Linked DNA regions of Gasterosteus aculeatus: region 1 is linked to region 2. Evidence: chromatin contacts called from public Hi-C data. All regions are on one chromosome and are shown on one strand. Each heading gives the region's core, a stretch centred on a gene start, on an enhancer-like site or on the middle of the called end of the contact. The rest is flanking DNA. Distances are from core to core; before and after follow the strand shown. Region 1 overlaps LOC120820841 (attractin-like protein 1). Region 2 holds the start of LOC120820749 (coiled-coil domain-containing protein 172).

Region 1 (2,712 bases), core at 138-2,637, 130 kb after region 2:
GAAGATGGGTGAGCGAGCCTCTTCCACCTGATTTCTGAGGAGACGATATTAGAGGAGACGATGAGAAAGGAGACAAGTGGAGGTGAAAACCCAAAAGGACACGAGGAAAAGGAAAGAATAAAGAAGAGAGAAGGGGAAGGAAAGCAAAATGAAGGAGACGAATGGACAGCAGAAGAGGAGAGGAGAGGTGGGAAAAGGAAAGGAACTAGGAGAGGTCTCGAGAATGTTGAGAAGGATGTTCAGGGAAACACAGGAAACCCCGGAGAGACGGGGAGGCAGTGAGACAGCAAAGGAAGCTGGAGCGGAGGGGAACGCACACCGGGGGCCGTCCTGCCGGCGGCGAGAGGCGAGCATCGATCAGCGCTCGCTGCGAGGAGCCGTCGGGGACGGAGACACCAGTCAACTCAGGAAATAAGAAAATGATTAAGAGCGAGTTAATGTCACGCCGCCGCGCCGAGAAGCACATCTGTCACAGCGAGACTGATGTTGCTGCGCCGCCCGCTCAGCCCCCTCCGCCCTCCCCCATTTCCCCACCCACACCCCAACAGTCACTCACTCACCCTGCATCCCATGCAGGCCCGTTCTGTAGCACACGCCTTCCCAAACCCCGGCTGCCCCCCCCCCCCCATCGCTGCTTCTATTATCCAACTCCTGATCACATGATCCAAGAGACTCGGCTGAGGGACCTGCTGTGATGGAGCGAAACGAAAAGGTGCTGACGGGCGAACGAATTCCAAACGAAAAACATATGAATGCACCTCAGCACCATCTTCCCAAGTCTCTCTCTCTGGATATACATCTTTATATTTATAGATATCTGTGCCGTGTAAATGCAAGCAGGGACTCTGCTGCTCCCACGCTGTGTGCAGACCTCCGTCCCGTCCAAAGAGCACGCGTGTGCCTGTCGAAAGTACACGCTCGACAGCAAAACACAGTCTGCTCACAGCTTTGAAGCGCTGCCCCCGTCAGGATGTTTGTGTGTATTACAGCGCTGCAGGCAGCTCACTACATGCTGTATGTTTAAAGAGGTGAAGGAGAGACCGAGAGCTCAAAAACACACAGGATGAGATCTTTCAACTTTCTCTTTAGTTCTGTCTGTAAACAAAACTTTGCCAGAGCCAGCTGGCTTCTCAGCGATCGTTTTTTTTCCCCTCCTAAGTTTTAAGGACTCTTTAAATAAAAGCTAACGGACACTATGCAGCTCCAAAGGGAAAAAAAGAGAGAACCAGAAACATGTGGTAGGAACCTGTGAACCTTGTACACTCACCGTTGCACTTCCCTCCGTTGGTGGGGTCGCCATAGTAACCGGCCATGCAGCTCTGGCAGTGCATCCCTGCCGTCAGGTTCCCACAGTGCTCGCACACGCTGCCGTTCACACACCTGCTGTGACCATTACACTGGCACGCTGGGAGGAAACCACAGACACATGCACTCGGGTTATTAACACCCACCTCCGCCCCCCCGCCCCGCCATGGAGATCACGTCCGGTGCATTGACGAGGGGGGGGGTTGTCGAGGGTTGCCGCTCCAGCTGTTCACTCACCGGGACATTGGACGAAGGCCCAGTTGTAGCCTCTGTCGGAGGAACAGAGACTCTGATCCAGCGCCATGTCCCTGTCCCACAGTCTGTCCGGGGGTCCGGCCCTGGAGCCGGCGGGCCTCATGGGGCCCCGGTAGGACCCCTCCATGCAAACACCCCTGCCGGTGTTACTGGGATCGCCGCACCAACCGCACTCCGTCCTCTCCAGACACTCGGCGCACGTCCTCAGACCTGAGCAGTTCTGGGCTGTGGGGGGGGAGGGGGGGTAGTTTTTCAGTTTTTAGAATTTCACTGGCAAATATCAACTTGTCAATGCAACTAAAAAGACAAACAGTTGGTGTCCCGGGCGTATTCTGTCCTTCACGCTGTCCAAACGACTTACAGCCATGAGCACGAACCCAATGAACACCTCCAGGGATCCGACGCCTCTAATCTACTTAGCGTCTCTTGTTCTCACCTTTTCTTTGACATTCAGCATTCATAAAGAAATGGACTTTTCAACAGGTTGAGAAAAGCATTTGTATTCATAAAGAGGACGTGACATTCAGAAACAAATCACAAAATGACACTTTCTTTCTGGTATGGCATTCGATACTTGTAATAGAAAAACAAAATCTCCATACAGAAGCACTTCTTTTGTTTACCGAGTGCGGCGATAAGTGACGAGAATAAGAAATCAAGGTTCCCTTTTTGTCTGGAACCATGCGGCCTTTCCAGAGTCGACTCCTCAGCTGCTTTCGAGTCTTTCGCTCTCATCTTCGCTGCCGTCACCACACGTGACAACGAGCGGGAGGCGGCTGTGAGGACTCGGCGGGGGTCTCGGGGGGGGGGCGCGCTGCACGAGGAACCGAGGGAGCAGTTACCCGACGTGCTGCGTCGAGTGAAATTAGCATCTTCTCCCACTAGTTGCTTCTCTTCAGAGAGCGAGTCATTTCCATGAGCCACAGACGTTAGAGCTGAACATGGACCTCCTTCTCTCCCCGCGTCCCCCACGGGGGGAGTGTGTGTGTGTGTGTGTGTGTGTGTGTGTGTGTTTGCAAGCCCCCCCCCCCTCGCCTGTTGCATTATTTGAGCGCAGCAATGCGGATTCGTTTGTTCTCCGGCTCCTTTATAATTGCAAACTTCTCCTCTCCGATTTGCTCTTTATCTCTTCTCAGCCACATTTTGATCCTC
Region 2 (2,810 bases), core at 151-2,650:
AAATTGCATCACGATAAAACTTGAGACATTCAAAGTAAATAAAAAGCAATAAGACAATCCCTGTTTTGTAAATGCATTTTGAGCAGTTGAATTATATATTTTCCATGTGATACAATAGACAGGATGTGACTGCTCCTTACAGGAGAACACCAAATGAACATTAACTGGAAAAGCACAGTTGCAGCTAGAACAAAATGATACGTGGCTGTGCAAATATCAGTCTGCTCCGTCACAACTTTACCCTGAAACAGGCAATAGTCACAATAACCTTTTAGGAAATCATTATTAATAATTAGTATAAAACGGTTCAAAGTTATAAAGCCATTTAAATGTTACGATTAAGTGTATAATTTGGCACAATTTTGTGTCAGACTACTAATAACTTTGGTAATTCATTCAAGCACAGCCTGCCAAAAACATTATTATATAAAAAGACAAGGCAGATATTTAACACTGCGGCATGAATGCTGCTCCAGTCACAAAAGGTTTTCAGAATTTACATGATGCCTCCATATGAAAGAGAAAGCTAATTGTGTCATAACATCACCGTTTTATCCAGTTCCTCATTGGTCTTTTCATTCTTCTCAGCGGCGCTCTTGATCTTCTCATTAAATCTGATGATGGCTACTTTGACTGAAATAATATATTACAAATAAGGAGAAAGACAATATTAGATTAAATTCACTATAGATAATGTTAGCTGAAATGTGGATTGATAAAGCGGGAGCAAAGCCTTAAATTTGAGGACCCGACTAGTTGCCGTTAGTTAGCATTGTTACTAACGTTAGCCTGTCAACGTTCGTTAGCTGGTGTTGCTAGCTGGCAGCAAGCTTACCTTCTTTGACTTTCTGTGTCTGTTCAGTTAACTGTTGTTCAGTTACAAGAATTTGTTGGAAAAGTGTGTCTAAACTCATTTTTAACCAATACGGCACCAAAGAGTTACTACTGCAAAGTGTCAACTAGCTAGCTAACAGGACTAGCGAGTAGCTAGGGTAAACGTTTACTTAAACTGGGCCTATGACGTGGCGCTCGTGACTCTACGGCCCCGCCCCTCGTATGACACCGACCGGTTTGGTTTGTCCTCTTTGCACTCGTTACTAACGTAACGAGCTTTAACGAGCTTTGCTGATAAACAATGAGCCGTGGGAGCTCATTTCCTAAAAGTTAAAACGTAAAACAGAACACTGTGTCCAATAGAGCGTTTAACCTGACTCAATAGAGCGTTTAACGTGACTCAATAGAATGGCAACCAAGTCTTTGCAAGCAGCGATTAAGGTACGTTTCAGTTAGCATTAGTTAGCTAATGTTAAGTTAACTATTTATGGCCTAACGTTTATGTAGCCTGTCTGATTGTGACGTCATTGTTGTAACTAATAACGTTAAGTAATTGTTCGTGTATCATCATTGAAAAATATAGTATTACTATTTTTAAAATGTAAAGTAGTAAAAAAAAGTTTTAAAAAAGGCACAGTCGGTTTTCCCAACAGAAATCAATTGAGACTCACTGCCTACATTTTTCTCAAATATATTCTGACTGGCAAAGAAGGGGAAAAAAAAGCTTCTGAGCCGCTGCCATGAGCCACATTACCGTGTGAAACGTTAAATGACCCGAGGACTACATCATTGTGACACGCATTTGCAAAATTAATATCACGTATTGATTGAGGCCTTTCATTAATCACCAGACTGAGCCGTTCCCCCTGACTGGCAAGGTTCCCTTTGGAGACTTAAGAACAGCAAAGTCATCAAATTGTAAGCAGACAATTATCCCGGATGGTAGCCGGGGCCCGTCGCTCACCTGTGCCCATTTTCTGTCTCTTAGCCTGTAGTTTTCCCTCTAAAAACAGCTGCGGACCCCGGCCCCGTGGCGTGTTTATCTAACTAAATGGAAAGCCATTTTGAAAAGTGACTGTACTTTGCAAGAGTGATTCATCGCACCCACCTAATCACAGCCTTCCTTTTCTATCAGGGGCTATTCGCTGACATTTAAATAAGCTATTTCATCCCATCTCTGAATGAATGTGTGTGTGTGTGTGGGGGGGGGGGGGGGGTTGATTTACTGACACCAGCATCCTCGATTGATTCAGCCCTGTCCTTAATGCAGAGAGGGCCTTATTGACATAGTCCGGTCATTTAGCCAAGTGGATTAGGCTCTGAATATTATAGGCAATCAATGAGCCATAGGCAGAGTTACAAGTTGCACGGTGCATCATCCCCGTCGTTATACAACCGCGCTCTATTAGTTAAAACTGCCCCCCTTTTGACAATGCTGTGATCCAACAAGAGGTGTTAACAACGGGATGCTCGTTGTTTTCCGAACATGACATCTCCAGTGCGCGGCTTTGTATAGTTTGAATGACAAACAAATGGTTTGCAAATCTGTGCTTTGACCTTTTACTTCCAAACCACCAACAGATGGCGACAGCCACACGGGTGTGCACGCTCCTCAGTGCGGTCAGTGGGGAGAGGGGGGGGCAACCGGCCCTTTATTCTGGTGTTTACTTTAAAGAAATTAAAGATCAAATAAAAACCGGGTGTTTCATCGTCACAAAATGTTGCAGGAGAATGTTTGTCATTTTGCAGATGGGGGAGGAGCCACGCGCGTCCTTTGCATACCGTGGATCAGCTGTGCAGCTGAAACACGAGCGCGTGTTTTTCCTGTTTCTTAAGGGGATTCGGATCTAAGAATTGTCCATAAGCTACACAAGTTGCTGCTACAGTCCGCTAATCATGTCATAAAATGGGTAATGCCCCTTTGCCCTCTCGCATGTCAGCACAGTTATACTGAAAACACACACACGCACACACAC

The links. Hi-C and Micro-C count contacts between places; a contact is called where the count stands out from the background.
Region 1: a Hi-C map of skeletal muscle shows a contact between it and region 2, with 4 times the contacts expected there. The contact joins the enhancer-like site here to the promoter of LOC120820749 in region 2. A contact is called at or near these places in 2 of 6 Hi-C or Micro-C datasets (both in skeletal muscle).

The regions. Positions count from the first base shown.
Region 1 is chr6:17,957,089-17,959,800 of fGasAcu3.hap1.1, forward strand. LOC120820841 (attractin-like protein 1) reads right to left here. Exons shown (of 29, transcript XM_078104887.1): 18 at 1,543-1,785; 19 at 1,268-1,405. Among protein-coding and RNA genes, the nearest start is that of LOC120820841, 50 kb to the right of the region's middle. Within about 2 kb of position 1,388, at least 1 of the 9 cell types and tissues checked has open chromatin away from gene starts, as enhancers often do.
Region 2 is chr6:17,822,158-17,824,967 of fGasAcu3.hap1.1, forward strand. LOC120820749 (coiled-coil domain-containing protein 172) reads right to left here and starts at 1,401. Exons shown (of 8, transcript XM_040178870.2): 1 at 836-1,401; 2 at 548-633. The coding sequence starts at 914. gfra1a (gdnf family receptor alpha 1a) reads left to right here and starts at 1,087. Exons shown (of 11, transcript XM_078104880.1): 1 at 1,087-1,275; 2 at 1,686-2,810.